Linked DNA regions of Sus scrofa: all the other regions are linked to region 1. A link is a contact called in public HiChIP or PLAC-seq data. All regions are on one chromosome and are shown on one strand. Each heading gives the region's core, a stretch centred on a gene start, on an enhancer-like site or on the middle of the called end of the contact. The rest is flanking DNA. Distances are from core to core; before and after follow the strand shown.

Region 1 (3,714 bases), core at 476-2,975:
ATAGCACCTGCTGCCTCCACCGAGCATCCCCCCTGCTCTGGAAAATCCTCCCTGCATCTGCAGCCTCGTACGTGCCTGAAGTCATTTGGTACCTGGGCGAGACCTTGCGGGGGGCCCACGTGTATATGCGATGCCCCCCATGCGGCCACTGAAACGTATGTACGGATTTGCATCTTACCAACGGCCTCGTTCCTTCCACTCGCCTCCCCTGTCACCTCGCCTTTGACATCTTGTTAACGGGAAAGGTTTTCATTCTCACGTTGCTTTTGGCAGCCCCTCAGAGCAGAGCGCACATCAGGTCCCGTCTTGTGGCTGGTTTGGTGGTTCGTTTACCTGCTCTGGCTGTGATTGGTCCTAAGATCACCTTGGTTAGAAAGAGACTTTATTGACACTTGAAGTCACAGGAATGAAAGATTTTCTCAGACCTCAAACGCATCTGTTCTTTGGAGAATTATATCAGGGTTTTCGTTCCTTCTTTTCTCATTTCCTCCTTGACCTCCAGTCGGATACCACGCGTCTCTCTTATGCACATGTGGTCTGCGTCGTGGGCTCACCCTGCTTTTAATGGCACTAAGCTAGGCTGTGGCCGTTCACTGTGCCAGGCTAGTCAGGACTGCCCCGGTTCAGCCTGCGTCGCAGCCAAGGGAGCCTCTAACCAACTCGGTTCCCGCTCAAGGTAGGTGAGACTCACAGTGTGGGAGGGTCTGCCAGGGCTGCCTCCTTCAGACTCCACTCAGCATCACCTGGCTGTTTGGGCCAATGCAGAACAATTTTCAGTGGAGATGGTCAAAATCGCGACCCAAAGTATCCCACAGCCCAACTCCTGTCACATTGTGTATCCATCAAGTCTCGTGTGTCATTGACCCCAGGAGGCTGGCCCCATCCTCTGTTTGCTAAAACTCGAGTAGCTGATGTGCCTTCCCGAGGCTAACCAGCAAATGAGTCAAGACTTGAATTCACAGGCCCTTTCTCCAGGTACCAAATCACATTTGGTGACTCCCAGGTCTTCTGTGAACTCTTAAAATGTTTCTTTTGGGGTTCCCATCGTGGCTCAGCGGAAATGAATCTGACTGGCATCCATGAAGACGCAGCTTCGATCCCTGGCCTTGCTCAGTGGGTTAAGGATCTCGTGCTGCCGTGAACTGTGTCGTAGGTTGCAGACACCCGTAGGCCAGCAACTACAGCTCTGATTTGACCCCTAGCCTGGGAACCTCCATATGCTGTGGAATGGCCCTAAAAAGACAACAACAACAAAAGATGTTTCTTTTCACTCCGTGGCTGTCTGTCCTTTGTGCGTGGGGCGAGGGAAGGGTAGATTGGAAAGATTTGTTTTAGTAGCTGGATTTTTTTGCCTTTCCTGAAACTTTATCTATGGGAAAAAAAAAAAAATGGGAGAGTAGCACTTGTCTGGCCTGTGTCAGATGAGGGAATGACGGCCAGTGGGAATTGTCTTTCTTTTCCCATTGTTCCTCCTATCACACCCTTTTGACCTTTCATAGTGGTTTCCATCTATAACTAATTCCTTGTTTGTCATAAAATGTGTGAGGCCTGTATCCCTCTTCCTCCCTCCATGAGGACAGGCCTGGCCCGTGGCAGCTGCCTCATGACACGTGGGAGGCTGAGCAGCAGCGGAAGAGGCGGGAGAGGCCGTGCTCTAGACCACAGCCCCTCCTTCCTGTCCTCCTCTGACTTCCGGTGGAAAGGAATTGGGTCATCAGACGCGGCTGCTTGAGCACAAGGTGACGTCGTGGTCCTTGGGGAGCTGCACCCCTGCTCACCCCGGGAGGCAGACTTACTAGAGAGACCTGCCAGCCTCAGGGCAGGCGCACAGCCGCGTCCTTGCCCAGCCTTCCGGCTAGTTCTCAGCACAAGAAAGCATCTGGATGACCAGCTGGCCGGGAGCCAGAAGACCCTTCTCTGTCATCGGGATGACTTCCGGGTGGTTTTATGAAGGTCGCATGAGGCTGGAGACCCGCCTTCGAGCAAGCCCACAGCAGAATCGCCCCCAAATAAGAATGATTCCTTTTCCAAGACCCAAAGAGGACATTCCACACGGTCCCCCGGGAACTCCGTCTGTCATCTGACACTCTCGCTAAGGGAATTCTTGGTGTCTAACTGAAGTTTCCCAGGATACAGCATCATCCATGTCCTTTCTGTTTTTCCTTAGAGGGAGCCCATCAGCTTTCTAGGGCAGTCACCCTCCACTTTTAGGGTTCCATTCAGCAAACATTTCTTTTTTTTTTTTGTCTTTTCTAGGGCCACTTCCTGCAGCATATGGAGGTTCCCAGGCTAGGGGTCTACGCCAGCGCCACAGCAACGCAGGATCCAAGCCACGTCTGCAACCTACACCACAGCTCATGGCAATGCCGGATCCTTAACCCACTGAGCAAGGCCAGGGATCAAACCCACAACCTCAAGGTTCCTAGTCAGATTCGTTAACCACTGTGCCATGACAGGAACTCCTCAGCAAACATTTCCTGATGGCCTCTTGTGTGCCAGGAGCTCTTTAAACCAGGAAGGAGGAGACGTGATCTCTGTCCTGGGGAACCCGCAGCTGGCCTTGGGGATGGGCGGTGTGCAATACCCAGAGTTTACCGCGTGGCACTGCTACACTTTGCTGTGTGTGGCAGGTATGCTCCAGGTCCGAGGAAGAGCAGACCTTTCTATTCGGGAGGTAGGTACCGATCAAACCTTCTTTGTGCAATGATGGTGGAGATGATATTGGAGGTTGGAGAGGAGTCCACGACTGAGGCGAATGAGAAAGTGTCCCCCACACGAGGACAGCAAAGACCAAGACACAAAGGGGCGTGAAGAGAGAGAGGGAACAAAGAGAGGCGCATTCAGCGTGATCAGAACACGAGGCAATAAGGGCTGTCTGGAGGTTTGTGCAATGTTCACCCAGTCCCTCGACCTTCTCGCAATATCATTTACTTCTCGCAAGACCATTCACTGCTGTCTTCCTAGATACTGGACCCTAGTATACATGCATGAATCGTGACTCCTCAAAATATGTGAACAAGATGGTGGAATTTTATAGATGAGGAAACTGAGCATCAAGGAGGTCACGCAAGCTAGGAAGTGATAAAACTAAAATTCCAACATAGGTCTGTCTGCTTCCAGAGCTGATCCACTCTTAATTTTTTTATTTTTTATTTTTTTGCTTTTTCAGGGCTGCACCTGTAGCATGTGGAGGTTCCCAGGCTAGGGGTCAAATCGGAGCTACAGCTGCCAGCCCCAGCCCCAGCCCCAGCCACACCAGATCAGAGCCACCTACACCACAGCTCACAGCAATGCTGGATCCTTAACCCACTGAGCGGGGCCAGGAGTCAAACCCGCAACCTCCTGGATGCCAGTCAGATTCCTTTCCACTACGCCATGACGGGAACGCCCACTTAAAAAATCTTTTTTTAAATTTTCTTTATAGATATACACACCTGATTTTACATAAATGCATAAACTGTTTAAATTGGGTGGATGTTTTTCCTTCCATTTTTAACTGGGTTCTTCAGTCCCCCACGTCAGCCTCTTCAAAACTATGTCAACACCCTTTTCAGGGGTGAGCCCTTCAGGAAGCACCGTTTCTGGCCAACACTCAAGCTTGGCTTTGCAGTGGACGGAGGAAGAGCAGGATGTTTTTTGAGTAAAAACTTTTCATTCCTCCAAGGAGCCCTTTGCTCATTCATCTTGAGTGAATAGCCCCCCCATTGCTGGAGC
Region 2 (3,714 bases), core at 498-2,997, 210 kb before region 1:
GGTCTGACCCATGGCACAAAGCTCTGCACCCACATTTTCTTTGGTTGGCTTCATGATTTTTGTCTTTCACAGGTAGGTTTCGAATCCATCTGATACCTACCACCATATATGGTGTTTCATGAAGATTCAGCTTTATTTTTATCCACGTGGAAAGCCGGTTTTCCCAATAACATCTTGGAAACGGCCATTTCTCCCCCTCTGTGACCTGTGATAGCGGCTGTAGTGTGTGCTAGGTTTGCATGTGTGAGCTCCGCCCCTGAGTTCTTTATGCCCTTGGTCTGTCAGTTCTTGTGATCATACCTCTCTAGTTTTAATATGATGACTTTGGGGTGAGTCTTAATATCTGGTCATTGGTTTCCTCTGTTGATTCCCCTTAAGGGTTGACGTAGCTGCTTATGGACCTTTACCCATCTCTATAAAGTAAGTTTGAGACGTGTCTCAAAAACTTCAATTTTTCACGTAGGATTGCACCGAACTGTACAGACTCACCTGTGGAACATGGACACCTGTGGACTCCTCACTCACCTCCTCCAAGGGCTTGGAATGCCCTTCCGTCTCATCACACCTTTATTAGAGTTTTGGTTTTCTGCCGAGAGGCTCTTCTGTGTTCTTGGTTGCGTTAATCCCTAAGTACGCAATTCAAAAACCAGTCTGCTGTTTTTGCCAGTCCTGCAATGGCCTCTTGACCGTGGATTCTGCCCTCAGGAACCTTCCCTAGATTTGTTCCTGGATTGTCAGCAACATACAGTGATGCTGAGTTTTCTCTGGTTGGTCAGATTCTTACCCAGCAGTGGAGCGAAGGCCGAGATGGGAGTTTGGGTAGCGGAGAGGAAGGAAGTCTGCTTTGTTGCTCCCGAAGCTTTTCTACTGAGCAGGCGATCTCTCCTGTGTCAGTCACGGAGACGGCAAAACGATGGTCATTGGTTTTCCCTCTCTTGTTAAAAAGAACAAGGAGTTCTGTTGTGGCGCAATGGTTAACGAATCCGACTCGGAACCATGAGGTTGCGGGTTCGATCCCTGGCCTCGCTCAGTGGGTTAAGGATCTGGCGTTGCTGTGAGCTGTGGTGTAGGGTGCAGATGCAGCTCGGATCCTGCGTTGCTGTGGCTCTGGCGTAGGCTGGTGGCTACAGCTCTGATTCGACCCCTAGCCTGGGAACCTCCATATGCCACGGGAGCAGCTCAAGAAAAGGCAAAAAAGACAAAAAATTAAATTAAATTAAAATTAAGAAATAATAAAAAGAATGAGACTCTGCCTGGGCAGGAACCCCTCCTCTTCCCATCTTACCCTTTGCCACCTTAATGCAGATCTCGAGTCTGTGCGTCCTGTTCCCGGCTTTATGTTTGGCTGCAGGTGTGAGATTTGCTCCCCAAAGGCGTTATGCGAATGGGCGCATTCTCATTTTGAAATGAGTCAGAAGCAGGAGGGGGAGCCAGGAGGGGCCTGTCCTCAGCCCAGGCCGCTCTTGTGCTGTAGTCCCACCTGAGGGCAGCTGGAAACTCGGGACCTTGTTAGAGAGGATACACAGTCCAGCGCTAGAGAGCAGGGGAAAGGCAGGCTTTCTTTGTGACTTTCGCTTTACCAGGTTTGAAGTTTTAAATGATAAACGTCTCTGCCTACTTAGCTCTAAAAAGATTAGCTTGTTTACAGAAAGGCTGCTCTCCCGCTGCTCTGCCAGCTGTGTGGAGGTGGCAGACTGGGCAGAGAGAGGCGATCTAATCTTGGCTTCTCGTGCTTTCCGTAATGGGAGTGTTCGCTCCAGTCATTGGTCAGTCGGGTCATTTCTGAGGACCAAGCTCGAGGTGCCCTAAAGTGGCCTTCTTGGGACTTCCCGCCCCAGCTGGCTCTTCAAAGGGACATCACCCTTTTTTCTGCTTCCCATTCTTGTTGGACGTGTTGCTGTGTGTTCTGACCTCAGCCTTTCACTAGACTTAATTGCCGGAGGCCAGGCTTCATTCAGTTAATACCTCTTGGAATTCTTAAGGACCCGTGGCCCTGGGTGACACGAGCACTGAGGGCCGAGGACACCCACCAGCGCAACATGTGCCTCTGCTTTCTGGAGTAAATTGAGACCCCTGGGAGGTGATAGACAGATGGCCCATCCCGTGCGTGTGGGTGTGTAATCTCTACACTGTCTGTGGATGCACTAGGCTGCAGACAGGTGCCCACAGCCGAGCTGGATGGGTTTCCAGCTGGACTTCCTCAGGTGCCCGCCTCTTTGCTTCCCAGTCAACGTCCCTTCGTCCCTCCCAGTTTGTCTTTAACCCAAGAATCCTTTGCATCCATAGAATGCTCAAGAACCCACCACAGGTGCCCGCTCGTCATTCACACCGGAGGCAGGAAGAAGAGCAGTGACCGGAGAAAGACTTGCAAAGTTGGAACTAGGATCTGGTTATCTGCAGGGTGTAGACGTGAAATGAACCTCATTCCTAAGAGGTTGAACAGCTTGTGTTTTTGCTTATTATAAAAATAATTTGGGAGTTGCCGTCGTGGCACAGTGGAAGCGAATCCGACTAGTGTCCTTGCGGATGTGGGTTTGATCCCTGGCCACACTCAGTGGGTTAAGGATCTGGCATTGCCGTGAGCTGTGGTGTCTGTCACAGACCTGGCTCGGGCCTGGCGTTGCTGTGGCTGTGGTGTAGGCTGGAAGCTACAGCTCCAGTTCGACCCCTAGCCTGGGAACCTCCATCTGCCACCAGTGTGGCCCTTAAAAAAAAAAAAAAAAAATGAACTCACTGTGGAATATTAAGAGAATACAGCAGTGGATTTCAAAAATCCAATAAAACTAAACTGTAATATCATCCCGGAGATATTTCTTCCTTTGCCTTTTTCTCGTGATGTCTCATGTGTATTTTGTCAGTTTGACTTAACTGGCCTTATACTGAATATCCTTGTTGGCATTCTGCTTGTAAAAATTTACATGAAGAGTCCCCTTGTAGCTCAGCAGATGAAGGATCTGGCGTTGTCACTGCTATGGCTCTGGTCACGTCTGTGGCCCAGGTTGGATTGCTGGCTTGGGAACTTCTGCATGCTGCGCGTGTGGCCCACATAAATAAATAATTAATGAAAAGGTACACAGATTTTTCTAGAAGGCGAAAATGGTTTCTAAATGCCATGTGTAATGATGGTTGGGCGTTGTCCTAAGAGTCTATCCTGGTGTGTTGAACCAGCTCCTGTCATTGGTCTCGAATGTCCTTGCCAGACTTTTGCTTTAGGGAGCACCGTCAGGCTGAGCATCCTTGGGTGCCCGTCTTTGACTGAATTGCAGGTCATTTCCCGAGCGTGGGTCCTGCCGGCTGGACCGGGAGAGCCGTGTGGGTGACCCTCCAGGCCCGCCGGCCGTGGGACCGTGGCTCAGAGCTGGGCCTGCAAGCCTCTGTTTCCTTATCTGTAAAGTGGGGATAAATCAGAGCCCCTCCCTGAGAGCCTTGACGTGAGGATTAGAGCCCAGCATGTGGCGGGGGAGCGAACAGGCGCCTCGTTACTGTGCTTCTTACTGTCCTCGTGATCTGGTCACGCCAGCCCCTCCCCTTTCAGGTGTGGAGAGGAGAGAGCTCGCTGGGTTGGCAGGACTGCCTCCGAGGGGACAGGAGAGCAGAAGGCAGCAGCCTGCAACCCCTGCGGTTCCGGGCTTGTCGCCTTTGGTTAGTTCATCAAATCCTCAGGACCGCAGTGCTCAGAGTGGGGTGTGCGCATTGCATTTTGGATGGGTCCAG
Region 3 (3,714 bases), core at 346-2,845, 150 kb after region 1:
AATCTTTTCCTGAACGGAGGCTTTAAGAAGCACAAACTTGACTGGCCCTCCGGGAAAGTGATCAGGGCAGACCGAGGTGGGGGACTTGCCACTACAAACCTTTAAGGTGAATTGCTGATCTCCCCGCCCTCCGCCGCCTTTACCTGATAACGATCTCTAAACACCACGAATCAACTGGAGCCTAATGAATTTCCAGGCCGCTTTGACAGCTGCCTTCAAACTCGAAACCAAAACAATACTCCATAAAACGAAACGAACCCTCAAAGGACCTAATACCCCCGTTTACATTGCAAATAACCCTGTCCCAGTAATCGGCCTTAACGAACCATGGCCAGGGGTCTTAAGTGGCATTACAGGGCTGCAATTACCACGTCTGCAATCTCCCAGCGACAAACCAGCGCGTGTCACAAACCGCACCACGCAGCGAGTATGGCTGGGGAGGGTCTTTTCCTAAAGGGGGCCGCTTCCAAACGTCAGACGCGAAGGGATGCCGAGCGCCAAAGAACAAACCTTCGGAGGAGGGGGCGAAAGCAAGTGCGGGGTTCAAAGAGAAATGTGTGCAGACCTGTTGAGTTCTTCCCCCGACACGCCCACTTCCACCAGACAACGCCAGCCCGGCCCAAGTCTCCGAGGGGCAGGCTGTCAGCCCCCCGCATGTGTCCACGCGCGCACACACACAGACACACACACCCTGAGCGCCCGCCAGCAGGGAGACGCACTGGCACCTCGGCACAGACCCTGCTCGCGCTCGGGCGCTCTCGGTGGAGTGCAAAGACTCGGGCGAGTAGGATCCAGATGCGGCTCAGCGTTCACCCGCAAAGGGGATGTCCGGGAGGCCCTCCTGGGAGCGAAAAGCAAAGGGACGTGGGGGCCAACACACAGAGGCAAGGACGCCTGGCCAGGGAAGCCGAGGCTGGAAACCCGGGCGGCTCGACGAGGCTCCACTCGCTGCGAGCTCGGGTTCCTCCCCCTCGGCCCGGCCCGGGGACCGCGGCCCAGGGAGAGGAAGAGGCCAGCGCTGTCACCCGCCCGCTGCCCTTTCGTCACCACCACCGGGCCCTCGCTGGCCCCCACCCCCACTCCCCGCGGCTAATAAAAGTTTGCAGGCTCCGGCGGCGGCCCGGGAGCCGGCCCCCGAGCCCCAGCCCCGCACCTCGGGGGGCGAGCGCCCTCGCGGCCCCAGCCCCGGCCCCGGCCCGTCCTGCCTGCCGCTCCCCTCCCCTTACCTCTGCCCGCGGCGCCGCTCACCGCCGCCGTCCGCGGCTCCCACCGCAGCCGAGATAAACAACTTAGCGTGTGAAAGCAGGAGGAGCGGGAGCGATTTTTTTTTTCTTAAAAAAAAAGGAAGTAAACAGCCGCCCCCTTCTCCATGGGGGGAGGGGAGGGCCCCTAGCGAAGAAAGTCCCCCATTTCCCCGCTGACAAGCCGGCCCCCCGCCCCGCTCCGCCGGCCGGGGCTCCCGGGCGCGCGTCCTCGCTGCCGGCGCCCCGCCGCTCCAGCCGCTCCAGCCGCGGCGGCTCCTTCCACCCACGAGAACCCGTCCCCGACGGGCGGGCGGTGACTCGGGCTCCCGTCACAGACTCGAGCTCGCAAAATGGAGGAGGAGGAGGAGGAGGAGGGGAGGCAGCGCGGACACGCGAAAGGGCCGCCCGGCCGCGGCGAGCAAGCGGGACCGAGCTGGGGGCGGGCGGAGGCGGCGCCACGGCGCGTACACACTCGCACACACACGCGCTCCCACTCCACCCCCGGCCGCTCCCCGCCCGAGGGGCCGCGCGGCGGCGGCGGCGAACGATGCAACCTGTTGGCGACGCTCGGCAACTGCAGGGGCGGCCGTGGCCCCCGCCCCCACGCCCTCCGCGCCCGCCCCGCCGCCCCGGCCGCGACGGCGCCTGCACGCCGGCGGCCCCAGGCACGGCCCCCACCCAGGCAGCCCTCCGGCCGCGCGGGGCCGATCCCCGTCCCCCGACCCCCCCCCCCGCCCCAGGAAAAAAGAGGCGGCGGCGGCCGACCTGGTCTTTCTGGGACGGGCTCCGGAGGGAACCGAGTTTCTCTAGTTTCTCTTCGCCGCTCCTTCCCGCCCCCGCCCAGCTCTGCGACTCCGGACCCACTCCGGGGTTCGCCCTGTCCCTCGGCGGCCACCGCCGCCGGCGTCCCAGCGGGTGACAGCGGGCTGGCTGCGGGAGCCAGGGCGCGGCCCGCAGCACAGCCGCGGGGGTGGTCCGCGCCGTGGCCCCCGGGCCGAACTGTGCGAAGCGTGTCACTTCACACGGGGCTGCGGGGTTGCACGGAAACAGTGCCGCAGCGCGTCGGCCGCTTGCGGGACTGGAAGGCCAGACACGCCCTCTGGGGAGGCTTCGGGGAGCGGAGGGGGTCCGCGCATACGTACTCTGGGCCCGGGGAGAGTCGCGTGCCGGAGGGTCCCCCTCCCCCGCATCGTCTGGGCGGCCCACTCTGCAGCCGCCGCCGCTCGTTCGCACCCGGAGAGAAGTTGCAAAGCAGAACCCACCCTCCCCCGCGCCCCGACCGTCCCCCACCCTCTTCCCCGAGTCTGCGAGGCGGCGGCGGCGGCAGAAGAAGGCGCCGCCTGCCAAGTTCAACCCCCAGCCCGCCCTCCCTCCCTCCTAGCGCGCTCACACTTGAAGGAAGTTGCACGCCAAATGCAAAACCTCCGGCGAACTAGATTTCTTTGCACTTTTTAATTATTTTTTAAAGGAAAGCAGGAGGTGGCAGGCCCCAAATCAAGTTGCAGGCGAAACAGTAAGTTGCTTGCAAAGTACACCCTCCTCCCCCCGCCAACCCCGCAACTCCTGACCTCTCTTTCCACCCCCTCCAGGGCCCGCATCCAAGTTTCCCGTGGAGGCCCCTCGCCCCCGAATCTTGACATTTGCTGCACTCTCCTCAAAGCGTCGCCCACCCTTTCGTGTTCGTGGGACCCCTGCCCCTCCAAATAAAACAGAACACACGCAGCTTTAAAATGTCAGCATTAAACTCCTTCCAGCTGTGCCCGTTAGGCGCCTCCTCCTCGGCTCGAAGGAAACACGTGGCCCTTCCCCAAAGAGAGGGGCGTGCGGTGAGGGGTGTCCGCGCGGGAGGCCCCCTCCCCAGCCCCCTTCCCCGGCCCGCCGCGTCCAGAGGGCTTGGGAACGTTTGGGACCGAGCCTCCTACCTTGGGCCGCACATATTACGATTTTTGTGACTCGGGGAAAGGTTGTGCTGTGTGGCTTTAGGGTTTGGGGAGGGAACTTTTGCGCCCCCACAGGTGACAGCGCTTGCCAGCTGCAGACGGGGGCGGAGGCTGCCGCAGCTCCACCCTGCCCTGCCCCTGGCGCTCGGCCGCTGCTCCTCTCGCCTCCCGCCGCGCTCGGCCCGGCGGCGGCCGCTCTGCCGCGACTTCTGGAAGAGGATTGGGGGAGCGCGTGCCGGAAGCCGCCCGCCGCCATCTTGGTAAAGGCTGGTGACGCCGCCCGGCAGGGCGCCCCCCGTCTCGGCCAAGATGCTCGCTCGCGGGCAGGCGAAGTCACCCCTCCTCGGTTCTGAGGGCGTGAAGGCTGCCCCGTGTGTCATCTGAGGTGACAGGAGAGAACTGGGCTACCAGCAAGCCGCCTGTCCGGAGGCAATCTGCACGGGCCGCCCCCAGATGACGCCGGGGCCGCCATCTTGGAAAAGGAAGCGAAGCTCGCCGCCTGGGAAAAGAGAAGCGTACCTAGACCTTCG

Evidence for each region. HiChIP or PLAC-seq counts read pairs in DNA pulled down with a chosen protein or histone mark.
Region 2: a contact with region 1 is called in an H3K27ac HiChIP or PLAC-seq map of skeletal muscle. The contact joins two enhancer-like sites. A contact is called at or near these places in 1 of 47 Hi-C or Micro-C datasets (skeletal muscle) and 1 of 2 datasets of contacts at active chromatin or transcription factors (skeletal muscle).
Region 3: an H3K27ac HiChIP or PLAC-seq map of skeletal muscle shows a contact between it and region 1. The contact joins the promoter of NR3C1 here to the enhancer-like site in region 1. A contact is called at or near these places in 10 of 47 Hi-C or Micro-C datasets (adipocytes, embryonic fibroblasts, fetal heart ventricle and 5 more) and 1 of 2 datasets of contacts at active chromatin or transcription factors (skeletal muscle).

The regions. Positions count from the first base shown.
Region 1 is chr2:144,778,851-144,782,564 of Sscrofa11.1, forward strand. LOC102160841 (a long non-coding RNA gene) reads right to left here. Exons shown (of 4, transcript XR_297280.3): 4 at 3,329-3,714. Among named protein-coding and RNA genes, the nearest start is that of NR3C1, 150 kb to the right of the region's middle. Within about 2 kb of position 1,726, at least 6 of the 83 cell types and tissues checked have an H3K27ac peak or open chromatin away from gene starts, as enhancers often do. A contact at or near this core is called in skeletal muscle, where this site is marked.
Region 2 is chr2:144,572,509-144,576,222 of Sscrofa11.1, forward strand. All of the region lies in intron 12 of ARHGAP26 (rho GTPase-activating protein 26), which reads left to right. Among named protein-coding and RNA genes, the nearest start is that of ARHGAP26, 270 kb to the left of the region's middle. Within about 2 kb of position 1,748, at least 8 of the 83 cell types and tissues checked have an H3K27ac peak or open chromatin away from gene starts, as enhancers often do. A contact at or near this core is called in skeletal muscle, where this site is marked.
Region 3 is chr2:144,928,102-144,931,815 of Sscrofa11.1, forward strand. It overlaps NR3C1 (nuclear receptor subfamily 3 group C member 1), which reads right to left and starts at 1,596. Exons shown (of 10, transcript NM_001008481.1): 1 at 1,227-1,596.